Linked DNA regions of Mus musculus: all the other regions are linked to region 5. Evidence: chromatin contacts called from public ChIA-PET, HiChIP or PLAC-seq and Micro-C data. All regions are on one chromosome and are shown on one strand. Each heading gives the region's core, a stretch centred on a gene start, on an enhancer-like site or on the middle of the called end of the contact. The rest is flanking DNA. Distances are from core to core; before and after follow the strand shown. Region 1 holds the start of Tbca (tubulin cofactor A). Region 2 holds the start of Lhfpl2 (lipoma HMGIC fusion partner-like 2). Region 3 overlaps Arsb (arylsulfatase B). Region 4 overlaps Arsb (arylsulfatase B). Region 5 holds the start of Ap3b1 (adaptor-related protein complex 3, beta 1 subunit).

Region 1 (4,019 bases), core at 880-3,379, 430 kb before region 5:
ATTTATGCTCCCCTTTGGATGAGATAAAATGTAGAATTCCGCCTTAGTCTATTAACACAGAAGACAATCACAGTAAAATAAGTTTTCAGGAAAAAATAAAGAAGTAATGTTTATGGATGTAGATATTATACAGCAAGATAAAATGCAGGTAATCAACAAGTGAAATACAAATTTTAAGTTTAAAAGTGTATGTCCCTGTTTTACAGTATGCAAGAAGAAATGCTACACCTCATGTCAACAAAGGGCCAGGGAAGATGCGTATGATACACATTCATTTAATAAGCAACTTGAGATTATGGTAAATTATGAGTTTCATGAAAATTATTAACTTATTGAAATATGAATACCAAAAGTAAACTTTGATAATGTCCTATTAATCTACCCAGAAAACTTTATCTACTTCTGTGCAGTTTATGTAGGCATCTGAGAATTTGTCAATGTCTCACAAGCTAGTTCTTAATTACTTAAAGGACGTTTCTCTAGCATATGTATGGTTAGGCTATAACTACTTGAACTAAATAAATTTATAGAATAGATCAAGAGGGTGATAAAATCAACAACATATTAATGGGAAAACATTTAGAAATGTTTTCTCATGATATTTACTTTAAAGCAGTCTCTTATACCTCCGGGTTCTTTTCTGCAAAATAGACAATATGCTAAAGGAAATGACACAGCCAAGGAAAGTCTGGCAAAAGAGAAGAAACGTGTGGGCTGAGGGACAGCGCGGATTACTTACTGTATGCTATAGATCTCATATTCCCCTCCTGTGTTATCACACAGTCTAATGCTCTATCACCGCATCCCAGCTGGAGCCAGGATCCTTGTTTCATTTGCTTGCTCTGCTACTAACCTGAAGTGTGACTTCAGCCACATTCTGAAAACTGCACTCATAAACATGTACTGAGCAAAACCTATATGGTGTATCTTATTTATTTGAATCACACTGTATCAAAAATGTAGCAGGTATTTCTTCCAAAAACTGAATTCAGGGAGAATTTGGACTCTATCTTCCAAATTCAGTAAGAAGAGGCACAGTACAACGATGAAATATGTTCCAGAATACATAAAACCAGATTTGAAGTCAGGCACAATTCAGAACCGACTGTCTATCCCCCCCACCTTCACCCCCGCCCCGCCCCCCTACCATACCCTAGCTGCCTTTGTAATAAAAGCTTCCAAAGTACCGTTCGAAGTACTAAAACTCGGGCAGTATCTCTAAAAGTGATTCTCTCCTCTATGGGTTGACCTCCCTCTGATGGAATATCAATAAACGGTGGAGAGATGGAGCAACAGGAAAAAAAGCTATTTCCCCTGCAGAACGATCTGCTTCGTAAGGAGGCTGTGTATCTTTTCCCTTGGAATGTTTCGGTATGATCAGCTTGGGTCTGAACAAAACTAGTTCTAATGAGCACTGCAATATGTACAGTCGGGAGTCAAGGCAAGTCACAAGACTGGCCTGGCCTATTCCTGGGAGGCAGCAGCCCACAGCTCCGGGGCGAGCTTCGGGGAAGAAGTTTGCAGAGGTGCTCACGTTCAAGCCCCAGTTCCCAAACTCTGGAAGTGAGCCATGTCAGAGGCCAGGGCCCCGCCATTGTGTATTCTGAGTGAGGCCCATGATCTCAGCGTCCCTTAAACTTGAGCGCTGTCCAGTCCACCTGAGGCCAGGCCAGGGCGGACTCCGCCTCCCTACTGCAAAGTTCAGGGAGCCGGCGCCCCGCACGCACAGGCCGAGGCCCTCCAGGCACAGGTCGCCCTCCTCTTCCTCCTCCTCCCGGCCTACGAGCGCGGAGGACGCCTCCGAGCCTCGCACGGAAGGCGGCCAGGCCAGCGCCGAGGTCGCGCCGAGCCCTGCACGGAGGGCGGCAGGGCCAGCGCCGAGGGCGGCTCCCTGCCAGCGCCAGCCTAGGCGTGTGCGGGCCCCTCGCATCCCGCCCGCCGAGGCCTGGAAGCCGCGCCCGCATCGGGCCTACGCTCCGCCCGGCTTCCCCGGCGGTGAGAAGGGAAGAGCGAGCGTCAGCCGCGGAGCCGCCGGCCGTTCCTTACCGCCTCACTACTCCGGTCTTGATCTTGATCTGCCTCACGCGAGGATCGGCCATGGTCCCTAAGGCGCCGCAGGAAGGAGAGGCGGGGCTGCGCGGCGCGCCGGCGCAGAAGGGGCGGTGGAGTGGGCGTGGAGCCCAGAGTGCGCGCATGCGTACCTGGAGAGCCCGACCCCGCCTCGCCTCCCGACTCTTACCTGGAATCCTTGCATCTAGACTGCTGGTACCTAGAGCTGGAGACTCTCAAAGCCCTATACCAGCTGCTTCTCCCTGGTGCTTGGACAGGATTTGTACACAAGCTGCACTTTTATTTTCTCAGTCTCCATAGCCTGAGTTAAGAAACTTTCTGTTCCTGAGAAAGTGAACAGGATTAGCTGCTTAATGGACAGTGTGACTTAGAAACTATTAACAAGGATAATTTTTGTTTTCACTGTCTGTTGTCAAATGGAGAAAGAGATCTGTGTTTGATGAAATAAAATACCATAATGCAGACAGTCAAAAGAAATTTTTAATTTTAATTTAATTTTTTTTTTTACATTCCAATCCATGCCCCCTCTTCCGGTTCCCTTTCTCCATATAGTCCCTTCCCTTTCCAGAGTGTTACTTATGTAAATTGTCTTGTGATGTTTGAGTTTATGGAGAGAGGACTCTGGGAGTAAGGAGGTTCCTCTTGTCCTAAATTTTAGCAAGTTTGTTTCAAGTGTCCAGCAAGACTCCCCGTCCTGAGACATGCTGGCCCCCTACCCCTGAGACAGGGAGAAAACAGTACAGCATTGCACCTTCTTGGCCTAGAGGGGAGCAGCCCTTTCCTCCTAGCCTGATGGCCTGAGACCAATCTGCAGGACTCAAAAGTGGTAGAGTGTAAGAACCAGCTCTCGCAAGTTGTCCTTTGACCTCTGCAAGTTCACTGTGGCTTGCAAATATACACAGAAGTGTATGAAATAAACGCTTGGTTTTTGTTTTTTAAGTTGTGTAAAAGTATGCCTACACTGGCAACAAAATGGCAGAATCCCATCCACAGAGAGAATCTCTGACTGGGGGACTCCGAGGGACTTCTCCAGTGCTTTGTGCAGGGTGTTGTAAGAACCTGTTTCGATGGTGTCATCTATCCGCTCCCTGCTATTTATTTGTTCATCTCCTTTTTCTTGCTACACACTTAATGGACTCAGTCATTTGAGAGCAAATGACTAGCCACCTATCTCACATGTGGAGTTCTATCCTTTAGCGAACACAGGACCCCGGCACTCAACCTCCTTGAAGAGCCCTAAGAAATAATGCCCACGTCACGTGACAGGTGTATAGAGGGTGGCATTCAGCACAATGCCTAAACACAGCAGACATGGGACAACTTTTGACTCCACCATATTTTCCAAGATACAATTTGCATAGAACAAGGCACCCTGAACTGTGTTCTAGAGTCTCTTCCTGTTGAAGCACCCCTACAACCCCCAAGGAATTGAGGCATGGCCTCCATTGCGTCCTCATTTCTTGGTTCTGTTCTTCACTTGATGCTCTTGGCCTCTCCTGACCCTTAGTTCAGTTCTCATCTTCATGGCTGGCTCTGGAACATCCTTCAGTCTTGTCAGAGCAGAGCTCCAGGTATAAATCCAGTCTCAAAACCTAGCTCCCACGGAAAGACTCCCAATGCTGCCCCTGCCTGTGCAGTTCTCCAGGAATACATTGATCCCTTGCATTCTGTGTATATTTGTTTGAAAACAATTTGGTTTGAGTTCTTTACAAGGGCTGTTCCCACCCCTTTAGCTGCAGTATAAGCATGTTAAGAGGCAAGAATCCTGTCTTTCATAAACCTTTCTCTTAAATCTCCATCTGCGTGATCCACACAGCAGGTGCTAAATTCAATAAATACATTTCTCTAGCTGGCTGGCACACTGAACTACAATCCCAAGTGACACAGCAGAGCTGTGAAATGCAGAGGAGGGGACAAACACAGCAGCAGCAGAGTCACCAACGCAAAAT
Region 2 (4,042 bases), core at 1,010-3,509, 300 kb after region 5:
ATGTGAGTGCAGTGCCAGACGAGGCCAGAAGAGGGCATCTGATCCCAAAGAGCCTGAGTTGCAGGCAGGTGGTGGCAAACTCCAGTCTCCCCAGAAGAGTAGTAAGCACTATCGACTGCAGAGCAACCTCCGAGATTTAATTTTATTATTTGTGTGTGTGACTAAGTGTAGGCACACATGCATGCACAAGTGCCTGAGAAGGCCAGAAGAGAGCATGGGATCCCTCAGAGCTGGAGTCCTAGGCATTTGTGAGCCATCTGAGATGGATGCTGGGCTTAGAACCCCAGTCCTCATGAGAGAGCAACAAGAGCTCATAACACCAGAGCCACAGTTCCAGCCCCCACTAGGTAGACACAGAGACCGCAGCGGAGAGCTAGAACGGAGCTTGCTAACATTCACATAGGCTTCACACAATGGGGACCCAACAGACTAAATCTGAGTCTCCTGAAAAGCTTTTTAAGATTTATTTTTAATTATGTCTAGTTGTGTGCTTGCACCTGGGTATGTCCACAGTGCAAACGCCTGTGGAAGCCAGAGGCACTGATCCAGTTGGGAGCTGTCTGATTTGGGTCATGGGACCTCAGCAAGTGCTCTTAACCACTGAGTCATCTCTCCAGCCCCAGGACTCTCCTACATTTTAATCCTCCTGTGTTGGCAATTCTTTGCAGTAAAGATATATAGAAAATGAAGACTTTTTTTTTTTTTTGCAGTGTGTGTGTACACACACACACCTGAAGTTTTCTATCCATTCTTTTGTAACTATCTCCTGCTGTAGACTTTTCTCCCTGCCTTGTTCAACCTTGCTTGCAGCCAAATCTCTAAGCCCATGCCTCTGTTGTTAGCAGGTGCTGTCAATTCTGAGTTGCGCACATGGATAAACGGTATGCTTATTTTTCCCCCATAAGGCACTGCTTTGCTCTCATCTACAAAGATCCTTTTTTTCCTTCAGACAAATGGCTGGTTCATGTATCATGACTCAAATTATATTCACAAATGTTCATTTGCAGTGTAATCACTCTTCCTAACTAGACTGGTTCAAGACAAATGAGCAGCCCCCTTTCCCACCCTCTTCTCTTTAAGCTTACAGTGCTCCACCTCCCGCTATAAAATGCTGTCACAGACCACAGGCCACACTGCTCTGTATGACCTACTGCAGGTCACTCTATTTTTTTTTAATGACATCGTCTGGTATTGCTTTAAACCTTTCAAATATTTCATCAGAATCAGATGTTCCAACACAGGCTAGCCCTATTAGCCTGATTGCAGAGAGAGATGTTCATCTTCCCTGTCTTTAAAATATTTAACCATCGCATGCGTGTTCTCTATCTCTTAATTTGAAAGGGAGTTTTTAAAAAAAATGATTAGAAGAGCATCAGAAAGAGCAAGATAAATTATTCCTTATCCCATCCTCTCTTTGAGCTGGACAGGAAGAGTGTTCAGAGAATTAAAGTCCCTTCGAAGGAACTCTGACTTAGCCCCCCACACCTTGCCGCCCTGTGGCTCCAACACACACTCGCCGGCAGTGGTTCCACTTTTCCATATAGGTCACCAGCTGTAATCTACAAGCACAAAAACAATCATGGCACAGAGTACAGGAAACTGCCCGGGCAGGAGTGAGGTAGGGTGCGAGGATGAGAGTCTTTTGCCCTTACTTCCATACAAACTCCCGAACCTCCTGAATTAACAGAAAAGTTGAGCCGACTTGAAGAAACTCTTTTTGCTTTTCTCAGTTCAGAGAGCACGCGACCGCGAATAGACTGAGAGAGAAGTGCGGCCGGGTGGGGGTAGGGACTGCATTCAAACCCATCTCTCTGAGTCCTTCATCCACCCCAGATGTGGTGTTCCCCAACTCCCCGCCCACCTCCTCGCCAGCCCTCACCCCTCTGCACTGGCCACAAAAAATGCAGCCCAGGTCTGAGATGCAGCTGAGGTCTGTGGCCGGTGAGACCCACGCGGTACGGACCGGGGCTGGAGGGGACCACTACAGCTCCCCGGGAAAAAGCGCTTCCAGGCTCAACTTCTTCCACGTCTGCGGCGGGCCGGCGCTGCAGCGGATCCTTCCTGCCCCGGCACCCGCCGCCCGTCCCTCCGCGCCCCCGTGCACTGTCGGGGACCGGCCCCCTCCCGGGCTCCCCGCGCAGCACCTACCTGGCCGGGGCAGCCGGCTCCTAACGCCCCGCTCTGGCCCGGGCGCGTGCAGCCTTCCCCAGCCGGGCTCTCTGTGCCGCCTCCTCGCTGCAGCCTCGATCTGGCCCCGGCGGACCCGCAGGGGCGAGGGCGGGAGCAGACGAGGGTCGGCGGCGCCGGGGCGGAGGCCGAGGGGCGGGCGCAGCGGGAGGAGGCGGCCGAACCTCGCAGCCCAGGCCGGCCGCTGCCACTCAGCATCCCCGCCTCCGGCCGCCGCTCGGGGAGGGGTCGGCGAAGCCCGGCCTCCGGGGGGGAGGGTCCTACAGGGCCCGGGAGAGTGTGGGCGACGCGCGCGATCCCTGAGAAGGGGTCCCGGAGCCCTGCGGGGTTCTCTCCTCACGCTGTCCCAGTGCCTATCGTGGACCAGAGCCGGCGGGGCGGGCGGGAAGAAAGTCGGTCCGTGGCCCAGGAAAACCGCAGGGTGGAGAGTGGTCTGCGGTGCTTTTAAAGCAGAGGCTGGAGGCACAAGTTTACAGGTCCTGATTTCTACTTCGGGAAACTGCAAACTTTCACAGAGCTTGGATGCTTGGGTCCAGACACATCCCCCAGGCACTGAAGATACACTTTCCAATAGATACCACAGATATCAAAGGCGGTTTAGCCAGCGGGAAAGGGATCCAGAGAGGAGACCCACCAACTCCTCTCACCACCGCCCCCAGGGCCAGAGCAAAGGACAGAGTCAAATAGCCAGGGGCTGAATTGTCTGAATTCATTGTGTTAGGACAGAACCCAGCTAAGATCACCTTCCTTTGTCTCCAACCCCCACCCCCTGTCAAATTTGCTTCAGCCTCCAAACTCTCAGACACTTGTCTATCCACCGAAGCACACCCACCCCCCCCACCCCTCCCTCCCGGCCTTCCCTAGCAGCTTGCATGTGCTCTTTGCTCTTGAAGTCTTTGCACTTGACCCACTATTTCCAAATCCATTTGGGTTTGTCAGTTTCAATGGCCCCCTCCTGCTTTTGAAACCCGTGGGCACGGCACCTATCTGCACGGCCTTACAAGCTTAATGGCTCTAGAACACCACTTCCTGGGTGAGAGGGTATCTGAGGCATTTTGCCAGGAAAATTAAAAAAACAAAACAAATTCTTGATTTCTTTGCAACTCCACTATTGAAAACCATATCCCACAGCAGGATTGTAGATAGCATAAGTCATCCGCAACTGCTGGTCTGTGGAGAAAACATACAAATTAAATCGGTTGGGATTCTTCACATGCAAAGGGTACCTATCACCAATTAACAATAGCTGCAAACACAAATGCATCACCATGCTGGTCCTCATCCAGATGGGGTCCTAGAAGGACCCATGCCTGTATCCACGCTGAAGCTGCTGATGCTGTTCCCAGGACTCTCCCACGGTTGAATCCTACTGGGAAAAAAAAAAAAAAAAAAGCTTTCCCGAAACACATTCTACAAGAGTGTTAAGTGCTCTCTCTATTTGGCAAAATCACGTGCTAGAAATTACAAGAGGGCTTATGAGGTTAAGAATAAACTTAAAAATCTACATAGCATTGCAATCGGAGAATTAAAAACAGCAACCATTCAAAAGAACATACTAACAGAGTTTATAAACTGTACTAAATTCCTAATAAATATTACAGTGAATACAAGACTTTACCTTTATAAAAAGATGGAGGTAATTATGGGAGAATTGTTTGAGATCAATGAATTGAGAAGAAAGCCAAAACAAATTTTAGAAACAGAAACCTTTGCCTTGTACCCTCTTCCTATGAACTCTCCTGGGTTATAGCTCACGACTGAACCAATCAAAGAACACAGAACAGATATGCACCATTATGTGTATACACAATGCCTTCCAATCTCACCCTGATTAGGCGGCTGTTGTCCATTGGTG
Region 3 (4,173 bases), core at 1,077-3,576, 460 kb after region 5:
AGATGTGTTCCTGTTTCATTTCTCCTGTCAGAAATCCTACTTTCCTGTTGTTTAAACTGAAGACAATCTACCACATAAAGTGCCTCTTGTTTTTAGGTGGGAAGTGGCTTTCAGGCGTGCTGCTGGGTCCCTGCTTTATAACTAAGCCCCCTCCTCCCCCAGCTACTCTGCTCAAGCCTTTTTTTTAGTGGTAACTTCATTCTGCTTTGCATTCTATGTAACTGTTTATACATGCCCCCATCCTGGTGGGCTCCGGCTTCTTGGGGATGACATCCCATTTATCTTTCTATCTCCCGCAACCCTGCACAGTGAACACTAAGTGCAAGCTGAAGGGGTTTATTGGATTGGATTTGCAGCTGAGATTTCCTTTGCTGTTGGATTTTTGGTAGATGCTTAAGGTTCCTTGATCCAGGGAGATGAGGGCCAGCCAGCACCTTTATCTCAGTCTACTCCTGGAGTCCCCTTGAAGGAGTGAGAGGCCACAGGAGCCCAAGGCACCACCATCCAAAGGAGGCTGAAAGTCAGGGCAGGGGAAGGACCTGTAGCTGTAGAAGGACCACCTGTCCCTCCCCTCAGCTGCTCACAAGCTGGACTGCTCTCAAAGGAAGCTCTCAGCCTTGGCAGAGGCCAAGTGTGTTCTCAGTAGAGAGAGTGTGTGTGTGACACAATACAGGGGCTGTAAGTGGAGAGAAAGGAGCTTTCTTGTTGATTTACTGTTTGAAACGTGTGTTTCAGGAGAAATAGTCACCAAGATAAAATGTGTAATAAATTCTGAACCATGAAGAAAAAGCATCCCTTGCTGGCCTCTACAATCTGTAATACTATATCTCAGTCAGTCAGTCAGTCAGTCAGTCAGTCAGTCAGTCAGTCAGTTTGCAATCCTGGCACAATCCCTGATGCTAGACCAGATAGTCTGCAGAGCAGGACCCATCCATAGTTAATCTCCATAGTAACAGAGTCTAGCATGATTCTGGGAATCAGCCTGGTACCACAGAGGAGGGAGGGACAGTCAGGGGCAAGGCCAAGTGGGGGATGAGTGCTGAAGGAAACCCTGGTGACTAGCTTTGGGAAATGTACAAGGTGGCTTCTGAGATGGAGCCAGGACATTCAGAGATCTTGGTAGCCTGTAGGGGTTGCTGTGGTTAAAAGGAATGGCCTCCTGAAACTTGACCCCCAAGGTACTGAGAGGTAGGGTCACAAGGTGGAATGATTTAGTTCCTCCACCATGAATAGGATGGACAGGCTTAGTTAGTGCCCTCACAAAAAGACCTGAGGAAGAGAGATACTTCCCTTTTTCACCTTTGCCCTTCTGACCCCATTTGCCTTAAGACATCACAGCCAAGGGAAACCATTTTTGACTTGGAGATTAAGCCCATTATAGACACTACATCTGCAGATACCTTGACCTTGGGCTTCTTGGCCTCCACAACTGTGAACAATAAATGTCTGATATTTATGAGGTGTTTGACCCGTGGTATTTTGTTATAGCAGCAGGAATGGATTAAGACAGGTATGCAGGAAGAGGGCTAGCTGTGGTGAAAAGGAATAGGCCCACATGCTTAAGGATTCAGCCAAATGATCCTGTGCATGACTGGCTGAATGGACCACTGGCTCTGCTGCAGGTCAGAGGAGGAAGATCCTAACAGCGGCGGTCTTGGCATCCTTGACACTTCATGTAGATGATGCTCTGTTAGGGAGCTGATGTATACATTGTGATTGTCAGTATCCTTGGTCTCTACCCATTTGTAACTACCAAAAAGCTTTCTAGAAGTCACCAAGTCTCCCCCAGAGGCAAAGCAGCCCCCATAGAAAGTCACTAATCTCTACTTACTGAACTAAGGCATATGGCAAACAAAAACAAAGCAAAACATTTCATATGAAACCAAGTATATGGGGGAAAAGCAGCACACATGTATACAATTCCACATGCCTATATTGTTTAAATGAGTAACTGAAGGATTCTGAAAGGGCAAATTAAACCCGTTAGCACTGGCACCCAGCTGGGGTCATGGGGAACTCGGGCTTTGTCCATACTGCTTGGTTCAAAAGAAAAAAAGGAAGGAAGGAAGGAAGGAAGGAAGGAAGGAAGGAAGAAAAAAGGAAGGAAGAAATGTCCTCAAGGTTAAAATTAGTTAATCAGTGGAAACTGAAGATATGGGGAAAGCATGTGTTCAGAGGTACAAATGATGCAGAATTAAAAGCAGGAACTTTTAGGGTGTAGGAAAACAGCACTGCTAAATTAAGTCAAGTTCTGCGTGTGCACTGTGAGAAGGGGCTGAGTCACTTTCAAAATGCCCGTACTCACAAGTTCACAGTTCCAGCCACAGTTAAACACTGGAGTTTTTCTGACGCATGTTTCTTTCATTTTGCAGCGCTGTGGTATGTGTACAGCTTTCTGTGAGGACAGCGCTGATGCCACTGTGGGAACTGTCACTCTGCAGAGGTGGCAGGACCTGAGAGTGAGCGCTTGACTTTGAGTGTATGCGGTCTGCCCTAGCCGGGTACACTGTAGGAACGGATCTGTTTTTCATTAATTTGTTTGTCATTTTCCTCCACGATCTGGGGAACATTTATTTTCCCTGAAGCAAAAGGATCTGAAATGTCAGAGGTTTTTCTTGGTTCTGCTAGGGGAATGGGTTGTTGAGCAGAAGAAATTTGTCTTGTGGAAGGAGGCATTTTGTGACCTTTTGCCATCGTGCAGCGATAATGAGTTTTCTGACAAACCTGGAAACCTTGGGTTTCTTTGTTAAAATGATAAGCTTTGAGGAATAACTTTGACCTAGACCTTTGTAGAATTAATCAAATACAGATTTTGGAAAAATTGATGAGTTTGGTCTTTATCAAGACACTCTAATTTATTACTGTCACTGAGGCAGTTTACAGATCTATACTATGTAGAGAAATCAAACGATTAACTCCAGCCCCAAGGCTCTGAGCAGAGTTCCCACACTTATGGGGGTGGGGGAGGGGAGGAGAGGAGAGGGGAGGGGAGGGGAGGGAAGGGAAGGGAAGGGGAGGGGAGGGGAGGAGAGGGGAGGGGAGGGGAGGGGAGGGGAGAGGAGAGGAGGGGAGGGGAGAGGAGAGGAGTGGTGTCCAACCTGAGCACAGTATTGCTTTGTTTCCTTTCTCCTTTGTTCTTTCTTTCTAATGTTTAATTGTAAATAAAATACATCCAGTGAATTAGGTCAAAAGGATAATGAAAACTGTCTTCACACCTCCCTCACACTCAGAGACCATTATATACTTCTGTATATTCTAATTCCATTTGATTCCTCTATTATTTTTTATAAACTGACGCCAAATAGAAAACACTTTTACTTTTTATTGGACCAGAATGTTTGCCACTAATCTTTAAACACTCTGAGTAAAAAACACAGGAACAATCAATTCTCCCAGTTTCCCTCTGACTGTGGTTAAATGATGAGACCTGCTTCTTATATCCCAGGAAGTTGCCTTTATTTTTTCAGGAGATACAGAGACAGGCTCGCTGGTCCCAGAGACAGGATGAGCTCTTACGATGGAGCTGGGTGAGGATGCTCTTTGTCTTCTGAGATACAATGACAGATCAACAGGCAAAGGTTGCACAGAATGACCTGCCATGCCTTTTATAGAGGCAAAAGCTGGGGGCAGTCTCTTGGGCACACAGAGGCAGCACTTGCTTTTTCTATGCAATCTTTCTGGGAGTCCATAAGAGTTTGTCTGCACCCAACCTCAGCACTTCTATAAGATCAGAGGAGTTTCTGTGAAGAAGTCAGACCCACTGCCAAAGCAGTCCCAGGGAGACTCTGGGAAGAAGCCTACAACCCCCTTACTATCAATTTGGGAACCTCTTCCAGGTAGATACTCAGCTCACTGACATTTCCCAAGAGCCTAAGTTTTCTTTTTGAATGTTGGCACCATAGGACATTAACTTAGGGTTTCTACTGCTGTGATAAAACACCATGAGCAAAAAGCAAGTTGGGGAGGAAAGGATGTGTTTGTTTTATATTTTCCTATTGTTGTTCATCATTGAAGGAAGTCAGGACAGGAACTCAAACAGGGCAGAAACCTGAAGGCAGGAGCTGCTGCAGAGGCCATAGGGCTGTTTACTGGCTTGTTCCTCCTGGCTTATTCAGCCTACTTTCTTATAGAACCCAGGATCACATGCCCAGGGATGGCAATACCCACAATGAA
Region 4 (4,361 bases), core at 1,718-4,217, 500 kb after region 5:
CCAGGGTGATGAACCCTGAGGTCAGTAACACAGCTCCCTGCAGCTTCAATCCCTGGTGCAAATGTGACAGACAGCTGTCCCACCAGCTGTGAGCTTGTCCCCTCCCAAGGATGAACAGAGCAGGACAGAGAAGAGAGCAATTTATCATCTCTACCATCATCTACTGAGAAGAGAATGTGCAACCCTGAGATGAGGACTGACCCGGCTGCAGTGGCAGGCTTGCTCTCTGCCTGTTGGCAGAGAATCAGGATTGCCTGGTTTGGGTGTGTATTGCGGGGCTTTTTCATTACCGTTGGCTTTACTTACAGATTTTTCTTTTTGGATATAATACAACAAGGTCTTGTTTTTCTCAATGTACTTTTGTATATTGTTTTAGAAATGACCAAATTGAGATTTTAAAAAATGAAATTAATTTTTAATTTATAATGAAAATTTAGAACTTTTTAAAAGCCTACTTTTTTCAAACAGCTCTTAATAAAGATATTAAATAAGATGTTGAGGCAATAATTGTTAATCCACTCTAAACTCCCCGGCAAGGGGGTGTGGTGTGCTCACCACCTGCCAGATGTTTTGGATTCCCGAATGAAACACACACACACACACACACACACACACATACACACACACACAGAGAGAGAGAGAGAGAGAGAGAGAGAGAGAGAGAGAGAGACAGAGACAGAGACAGAGACACAGAGAGAGAGAGAGACTTATTTTTAAGAAGCCCTAAGTAGCTCCATGGCTGGAGGACTCCCTAACTCCACGTGGCTAACACACATTCCCCTCCAAGATTCCTGAGTTAACACTGACTCCCTGCTGGGCAGCCTTCCTGGGGCCACTTTCCGCCTGCACATACATGTCAGCTGTCTCTCTCTCTCCTCTTTTACCACATGGGTCTTGGGGATCAAACCCAGGCTGTCAGGCTTGCAGCAAGCACCTTTACCTAAGGAGATATCCCAGCATCCCCCTATTTTTTAGACATTAAAATGATTTTTAAAAAAGAGAATACTAAAAAGAAAAGAAGCAATATGGCCAGCAGTGGGGGATTGGCTCATTTAGAGCATGTGCAGTGTTGGTACCACAACTCTGTGAACATGGGTAACATGGCTAGGGATGTGGTGGGTTTCACCGGCGAGTGCAGCCGGCCAGAGGGCAAAGCAGCCAGGGGCACTGGAAAAAGGTAACTTGGAAAGTCAACACTCAACTAAAGAAGACTGCCACTATCTGATTCCATTCACTGGCTAGTCTTGTGGAAATTCAGGCCAAATACTGCCAGACCTTTCTATTTAAAACAAAACAAAACAAAACAAAACAAAACAAAACAAAACAAAACAAAACAAAACACTTTATTTGGAAATAATTTCAATTTATAAAAAGTTGTAAAAAACTCATAGTACAAGACCATCTATGCTCCTTACCTATCTTCTCAGATTGCTAATACTGGAGCCTTAAATCCACCCCAGACACAAAGCACACATACACACAACCTTTTTATGAACCATGTACACCCTGGCTCCTTACGTCTAAGTCCTCTATTGTGGATTTCCTATGTATAGAAACCCAAAAACTCCATTATTTTGAACTGAGAAAAATGTGGAAGATGCACAAGGAGGACCACAAGGAGGACTTCCAACCAGACACCCCAAACCGAGCTCAGCACACCAAAGAGGCTGAAAGGCACAGCAATAGTCATTTGCTTCCAGTACATGTGATTTTATGTGTAAACTGGACCTAGGTACCGAACCACAGACATTATATGTCATAAAACTTATGCTAAAATATGTGTTATAAAACATATGCTAACATAATTTAGATAAAGATGCTAGATTCAGGTTTCCTTCCCTGTACTCCAAAGAAGCAGGTATCTTCCAGCCTCCAGGGCACGCACCTTCCTTCCTTGCAGGACGCATTTCCACACTGTGTGAGTGAACCAGAAGCAGGACCATCTCTACAGCTGAGAGCAGGCCCTGCTCCTGTATGGTGACTCTCATGCTCAGGGGTGACTGTTTACTGCCTTCACACTTGGCTCTACCCCAAGTCCCCAAAGTCATCTTGCTTCTTTATGTATTTCCTGGTTTAATACTTTCCTCCCTGACCCGACACCACAGGCTGGTGTTTCTGTCCTGGCCATGAATGGGGCAAGACATGAATATACCTGATTGTCTTCCACATGTTGAAGCCATCCAGAGGTTTGGTTCCATTAGTGCTTCCCCCAGCCAGATCTACGAGTGTGGGGAGCCAATCGGTGATGTGCATGAGTTCCCGGCTCTTCACGCCTTTCTGTTTCAGCAAGGGGCTTGCCACGAAGCCCGTTCCTCGGATGCCCCCTTCCCACAGGGTCCCCTTCCTTCCTCGGAGTGGCCAGTTGTTGCCTCCAGACCTAGTCTGCCCACCGTTATCTGAAACACAGGTAAGCCTTGGCATGAGTACATGAAAGTTAGCAAAATGGCGTCACTTGTGTCACACCATCACAGGCAAGAACATAATGGGTGAAGCTAAGGTTATGAAAAGAGGGGGCTCTCATGCGCATATGCCATTTGATGAGAACGAGCTCAGAGGACTTTACAGAACCACGATCTTGAGGGGGCAGGGGTGGAAGAGGGCATGTTACCTCACGATCTTGAGGGGACAGGGGTGGAAGAGGGCATGTTACCTCACGATCTTGAGGGGGCAGGGGTGGAAGAGGGCATGTTACCTCACGATCTTGAGGGGGCAGGGGTGGAAGAGGGTATGTTACCTCACGATCTTGAGGGGGCAGGGGTGGAAGAGGGCATGTTACCTCACGATCTTGAGGGGGCAGGGGTGGAAGAGGGCATGTTACCTCACGATCTTGAGGGGGCAGGGGTGGAAGAGGGCATGTTACCTTATTCAAGAATAATCCTGCCAGGACGTCTATCCAATAACTGTCAATCTTGGCCTAGTGCTGTTCCTGCTTCTCATCTTTTAGGTCAAGGGTTATTGCTTCAAAATAACTCAGCAAGCTTCCTCAATTTTCATTCAAAAAGTACCCCATGTGCCAACCTCTTTAAAATTGCTCATGGCTACCAAAAAAACCACAATTCCATCGCAATGCTCTCTGCTTTCATAGAAACTCCTTATCTCTGAGGCTCTGTCTGTTACTGGGGATGGGGTGGGGGTGGAGGATGACAATGCTACTGCTCTCTTAAAAACATCTTGAACTATATGTGAGTGAGTGTCTGTATGTGTGTATGGACATCTGAATGTAGGCACCTGTGGAGGTTAGAAGTTCCAGACCTGGGGTTGCAGGGGGTTGTGAGCCACAGCCTAGTTACCTTTTGTGTAAAGGTAACTAGGTCTTCAGCAAGAGCAGTACAAGCTCTTTTTTTAAAGTGATAATTTATTCATTTTTATTTTATGTGCATTGGCGTTTTGCCTGTATGTCTGTGTGAGGGTGTTAGACTCCTCAGAACTGAGCTGCCATGTGGGTGCTGGGAATGGAACCCAGGTCCTCAGGAGGAGCATTCAAGACTTTCAACATTTGAGCCATCTCTCCAGCATGCCCCTCCCCCAGCAATCTTAAAGGCTGAAGTATCTTTCTGGATGTTAACTCCTTGATTATTCATGACCCTGTCTTGCCTCCCCATCTTTTCAAATGGTAGTCAGGGTTTCAAGGACTTTGCCTAAGAGTGTCCAGACTCTAAAAAGTGAGGCATGGTATACTTTCCAGCTGTTTTACCTTTTAGAGTGCATTCAAGGATAGGTTTCCACGAAACTCTTGTTAAATGGTTCTCGAAGAAGATGATGAAAATCTCCCCTGCCTCTAGCTCTCTACTCCTCTCCCACTGGATACTGTGCTCCAGTGCCAGAGATAACCAGGCTCCAACACGACATGTAACTGATAAAAGACCTTTAATCCTCTATGAGTTCCAGCGTGAATAAGCTTGGGCAAAGTAATGGATGAGTGTGCCTGCACTGGAAAACAATGCATGCTGCAGGAGATGAGAACTGGGGTTCACAGCTCAGGAGAAAACTCAGGGGCGCCTCACTTGGTGACCCAATGCTCCTTCAGAAGAGGACAGCAGACCTTTTAAGATTTGTCTTGGAGCACTGAGCATGGTGACACATGCCTTGAATCCCAGCACTCTGAAGACAGACACAGGTGGATCTTTGAGATCTAGATCAGCCTAGTCTACACAGTGAGTTCCAGGATAGCCAGAGCTACACACACACACACACACACACACACACACACACACACACACACACACACAGAGAGAGAGAGAGAGAGAGACAGAGACAGAGACAGAGACAGAGACAGAGACAGAGACAGAGACAGAGCCCTGGAAGAAAACTTCTAGCACTGAAACTGGTGTCTGAATTATCAACCCATTCTCTAGTAACCA
Region 5 (4,361 bases), core at 314-2,813:
TGTTTTACACTTTCATATCCTGAAAATAATGAACACAAAGATAATTAATATGCTTTATACAAGATGTTAATCAATAGAGTCAAATCTTAATCTCAATTTCAGCTACTAGCACCTGGGAGGCAGAGGCAGGAGAATGGCAAGTTCCAGTTTGAGGCCAACCTGAGCTACAGAACAAGATTGTCTCTAACCACCTTCCCCACCAATTATTATTTTAGTTACACCTCTTAATATCCATAAAACTATCAACCAAGTTTCCTTACCTTAAGTGGGTAGAATCTAGTGATAGTCTATTATGTTTTACTATACTGCGTAACAATAAGAGAACAAAAATTTAAAAAGAATGTGTAATGGCATGGTGGTGTGTGCACTGGAGTAGCAGAGGCAGGAGGATTTCTCTGAGTTTCAGGCTAGCCTGCTCTACCTAGTGAGTTCCAGGCCAGCCAAGGTTACACAGTGAGACCCTGTCAGAAAGAAAAGGGAGGGGAACGACAAATAATCTAAGTTGTCATAATTCTGTACATTTATCCACAGCCCATCAACACGCCAAAATGTAAAACCCAAACTAAAACAGAACCCGCTAAGGATGTTTTCAATTCTTGGCGGTATTTGACGCGAACCATAAGTAACTTTTTACAAAAATCAGTATACACGGTTGGTGCTTATTTTTAAAATTCATACTATTTGTAAAGAACTAGAACTGGGTTTGGTTCACAACAACACTCTATTTAAATATTATCTCAGTGCTTCAGTGGGGGCGGGGAAGTACCCTGGTGCAAAGATCATCACATGAAAAACGCCAAAGGTGGTAGAAAAAATAAGTTTGTCATTTATACAAAACCCCCAAACCACCGCTTAGTCCCTACATTATAGGGTCCCAATAAGCAGCAGGCCCACTCCCCACTCCCTTCCCCAAATACCCTCGTCACCTTTAAATAAATGACTTTCTCGAGGTCTGATCCTGTAGACCTCAAATTCACTAGAAGTTCAAAATTCAAACTCCTGTGCGCAGCCCAGATCAACTCAGTCAACGGTTTGGGAAGTGGAACCTCGGCTCACCAACTGGTTTGCTTTTTCCCCCCCACACACACCAAAGTTTGAAGACCACAGGCGCCGCCTTGGGCGTCCCCAGACGTCCCCAACAAGCCCCGCACCCGGCGGGGCCACCCCCACCCACCCACCCACCGACCCACCGCAGCGGGGGCGGCAGGGAGGTTCCCCAGGAACCGAGAGCAGCCCGGGCGGCCGCCTCGCGTCCCGGCAGCGCTCCCGCACCCCGAACCCCGGTCCTCACTTCTTCCAATCGCTGCTGAAGAGGCCGAAGGCGCCCGAGGGAGAGATGGTCGAGGTGGCCTCCTGCCCGAGCTCCGCCGCCTCCCCTCCTCCCGACTGCTCGTTGTAGGCGAAACTGTTGCTAGACATCGCGGGCGGTGCTGGCCAGCAGGCGGGTGCGGGAGAGAGCGTGCGGGGTCCTCTACGGATGGCTGGCGTTCGGAGGACACCGAACCAAACTAGTTCTGGGGCGGAGGGGGCGCGCGCCGGCGCTTCCGGGCTCGTCACTGCTCCGGCTGACCGGGCGGCCCACCCCCTGCGCGTGCGCACTGTGTCCGTGCGGGCCCGCGCCTGCCGCTCCCGGTGCGCTAGATTGTCGCGCTCCGGGTGTTAGGGGCTGCCGGGAAGCTACACTCGGGACCCTTAACAGGAAGCTGGGGTTTTGCACCGGGTCAGCCGGAGAGTCGTGGGCACGTAAAGAACTGGATATGAGGCCCTTGGATGCGTTTTGGTGGAGGAGATCTCAGATCCTCCAGGGTTCGTTGCTTCTCTTCTGCTGTCCACTGATCGCTCCCCGATGGCTCCTGAAACGCGGTGCACAGGTCGGAAGAACTTGGCTTCAGCGGCCACAAGCTCTCAGCCCTCGAGGCTGGCTTCCGCCCCTCTCACAGCCAGAGTGGCCTGACGTTCTAGACGTGAAAGCTCCTCCTTCGGAGGAGGCTTTCAGGATCTGCGCGGAGGCGATCATCCGCCTGCAAGCTTTGCCTAAGTTTTTCCTGGGGCCCGAGGTTCTTACTTGAAGTTCGAGGCTTGCGTCCTGCCCGCAGTCAGCTGCCGCGAGCTAAGCCTGGGCCAGAAGCTGGAGTGCGCTCTCCTCCGAGCGCCGCCTGCTTCCACTCTTGGGCAAGTGGCTTTCCAACAACACCTAAGCAGCAAGATGGGATGGTTTCTGGCTGCAGAACTGCAACCCTTCTGTCCCGGGCAGCTTTCCAAGAGGACCCTCACCAGCCTCCCTGGTGACTACCGTTCCTTCGTTCCTCTTTCCCTACACATGCGGTCCAGAAAGGACTGAATACCTGCAGCCCTGCAGCAAATCACCAAAACCCAAGGGTAGCACCAGGCAAACACCAAGGTCCCACCAAGATTTCTCGACTTGACTGAAAGATTGCGTTGTCTCTCGGAAAACACGCTCCTCCTTAGTGCTAGGAGAGAGAGGAGCAATCAGCCTCCAAACTGACCAAACGTTGGCGGTTAATTAGCTTTTCAATACACCTATCCAGACAGTGTTCGAGCATCGCAAATATGTTTCTTCCCAGTGTTGATGATATTGATAGATTTGTAGAATCTCTCCTACGACTGACTGATCGATGGTGATGATACATAACAAGGTGTTATATGATGCTTAGCTTATACCCCAGACACTATACTAAGTGGTGTGCATGGATAAATTCATTTACTACGGGAAGACACTAGGCTTTGCTTATTTTGTCAAGTAATGACAATGTGAACACATCCTCAGTACAAAATATACCTGAGTATATAATTGTTTTTATTTTGGAATGTAAACGCTTTTACTAGATATTCTAAATTGCTCTCCTACCATTTACGTATGAGAGGGATTTCCTCACATTCTCATAATTTTGTCATAATGTGATATAGATTTTTGTGTTCTAATTAATTTTTATATTCATGTTGATAATGAATATGATTATCTTTCATGTGAGTTTTTTTTTCACATGGACATGTTAATCCAATTTATCTTGAATAGTTCATTTTCTTTTTATTATTATTTTATTAGGTATTTTCTTTTTTTTAAGATTTATTTATTTATTATATGTAAGTACACTGTAGCTGTCTTCAGACACTCCAAAAGAGGGCATCAGATTTCGTTACGGATGGTTGTGAGCCACCACATGGTTGCTGGGATTTGAACTTGGGACCTTTGGAAGAGCAGTCAGCACTCTTAACCACTGAGCCATCTCACCAGCCCAGATATTTTCTTTATTTACATTTCAAATGCTATCCCGAAAGTTCCCTATACCCCCCCAGAGGCCCCCCCCCCCCGTCCTGCTCCCCTACCCACCCACAATAGTTCATTTTCTTATGGAAAGGGTTTATTTTGTTTTTAGAGACAGGGTCTCACTCTGTAGTCCTGCCTGGCTTCGAACTTGCAATCCTCCTGCCTTAACTTTCCAATGTTGTGACTATAGCCACGCACCAGCACACCCCACTTGAAAAGGGCCCATTCTCAAGTTTCATTCTTTAAACAAGCTGCTTTATTTTCATTGGTTGTTTTGTTTTCATACAGACTCATGTAAACAGTTGACCTATACTTTGGAAAGTTGTTGGGGAAGTCTTGGTTTATTTTGTTTACCTTGTCCTTCGATGGTGTGGGGTATCAAGGCTGTATGATTCTCAAGAAACATTACTGAGTACTTATTTTCTTCCTCCTTCCTCGAATATTTTATATAAGATATAAAGCCTGTGTTCCTTAGAAAAACATAAAATTTTCTCTCTGTGTGTCTTAGTTTCTATGGCTTCGATGGAACACCATGACCAAAGCAAGGTGGGAAGGAAAGGGCTGATTTATTTGACTTATGCTTCCATATCACTGTCCATCATTGAAGGAAGTCAGGACAAGAACTCACACAGGAAGCTGGAGGCAGGAGCTGATACAGAGGCCATGGAGGAGTGCTGCTTACTGGCTTGCTCCCCATTGCTTGCTCTGCCTGCTTTCTTATGGAACGTAAGACCACCAGCCAGGCATGGCACCACCCACAAAAAATTAGGCCTACATCAATCACTACTTAAGAAAATGCCCCATACAGCAGCTGTTCTCAACCTGTGGGTCACAAGTCCTGCAGGTGTTGCTTATCAGATATTTACAAATATGATTCATAACAGTAGCAAATTTCAGTTATGAAGTAGTAACAAAATGATTTGATGATCGCGGTGTACTGGCTGGTTTTGTGTGTCAACTTGACACAGCTGGGGTTATCCCAGAGAAGGGAGCTTCAGTTGAGGAAATGCCTCCATGAGATCCAGCTGTAAGGCATTTTCTCAGTTAGTGATCAAGGGGGAAAGGCCCCTTG

What was found. Hi-C and Micro-C count contacts between places; a contact is called where the count stands out from the background. ChIA-PET counts read pairs in DNA pulled down with a chosen protein or histone mark. HiChIP or PLAC-seq counts read pairs in DNA pulled down with a chosen protein or histone mark.
Region 1: a contact with region 5 is called in a FOXA1 HiChIP or PLAC-seq map of pancreatic cancer cells. The contact joins the promoter of Tbca here to the promoter of Ap3b1 in region 5. A contact is called at or near these places in 3 of 39 promoter capture datasets (the C10 cell line, embryonic stem cells and liver), 1 of 484 Hi-C or Micro-C datasets (CD4 T cells) and 2 of 115 datasets of contacts at active chromatin or transcription factors (the 230-238 cell line and pancreatic cancer cells).
Region 2: a contact with region 5 is called in a Micro-C map of embryonic stem cells, with 2.3 times the contacts expected there. The contact joins the promoter of Lhfpl2 here to the promoter of Ap3b1 in region 5. A contact is called at or near these places in 4 of 39 promoter capture datasets (the 3T3-L1 cell line, 3T3-L1-derived adipocytes, pre-B cells and 1 more), 3 of 484 Hi-C or Micro-C datasets (all in embryonic stem cells) and 2 of 115 datasets of contacts at active chromatin or transcription factors (bone marrow-derived macrophages and extraembryonic endoderm stem cells).
Region 3: an RNA polymerase II ChIA-PET map of memory CD8 T cells shows a contact between it and region 5, with 6 read pairs. The contact joins the enhancer-like site here to the promoter of Ap3b1 in region 5. A contact is called at or near these places in 1 of 39 promoter capture datasets (hippocampal neurons) and 1 of 115 datasets of contacts at active chromatin or transcription factors (memory CD8 T cells).
Region 4: a contact with region 5 is called in an H3K4me3 HiChIP or PLAC-seq map of bone marrow-derived macrophages, with 3 times the contacts expected there. The contact joins the enhancer-like site here to the promoter of Ap3b1 in region 5. A contact is called at or near these places in 3 of 39 promoter capture datasets (hippocampal neurons and liver) and 1 of 115 datasets of contacts at active chromatin or transcription factors (bone marrow-derived macrophages).

The regions. Positions count from the first base shown.
Region 1 is chr13:94,787,030-94,791,048 of GRCm38.p6, reverse strand. It overlaps Tbca (tubulin cofactor A), which reads right to left and starts at 2,129. Exons shown (of 4, transcript NM_009321.3): 1 at 2,047-2,129. The coding sequence starts at 2,099.
Region 2 is chr13:94,056,013-94,060,054 of GRCm38.p6, reverse strand. It overlaps Lhfpl2 (lipoma HMGIC fusion partner-like 2), which reads right to left and starts at 2,259. Exons shown (of 4, transcript NM_172589.2): 1 at 2,149-2,259.
Region 3 is chr13:93,896,879-93,901,051 of GRCm38.p6, reverse strand. All of the region lies in intron 6 of Arsb (arylsulfatase B), which reads right to left. Among named protein-coding and RNA genes, the nearest start is that of Mir5624, 110 kb to the right of the region's middle. Within about 2 kb of position 2,326, at least 85 of the 459 cell types and tissues checked have an H3K27ac peak or open chromatin away from gene starts, as enhancers often do. A contact at or near this core is called in memory CD8 T cells, where this site is marked.
Region 4 is chr13:93,860,122-93,864,482 of GRCm38.p6, reverse strand. It overlaps Arsb (arylsulfatase B), which reads right to left. Exons shown (of 8, transcript NM_009712.3): 5 at 2,153-2,396. Among named protein-coding and RNA genes, the nearest start is that of Mir5624, 72 kb to the right of the region's middle. Within about 2 kb of position 2,967, at least 13 of the 459 cell types and tissues checked have an H3K27ac peak or open chromatin away from gene starts, as enhancers often do. A contact at or near this core is called in bone marrow-derived macrophages, where this site is marked.
Region 5 is chr13:94,356,162-94,360,522 of GRCm38.p6, reverse strand. It overlaps Ap3b1 (adaptor-related protein complex 3, beta 1 subunit), which reads right to left and starts at 1,563. Exons shown (of 27, transcript NM_009680.3): 1 at 1,292-1,563. The coding sequence starts at 1,419. It overlaps Gm9776 (predicted gene 9776), which reads left to right and starts at 1,600. Exons shown (of 1, transcript NR_045619.1): 1 at 1,600-3,776.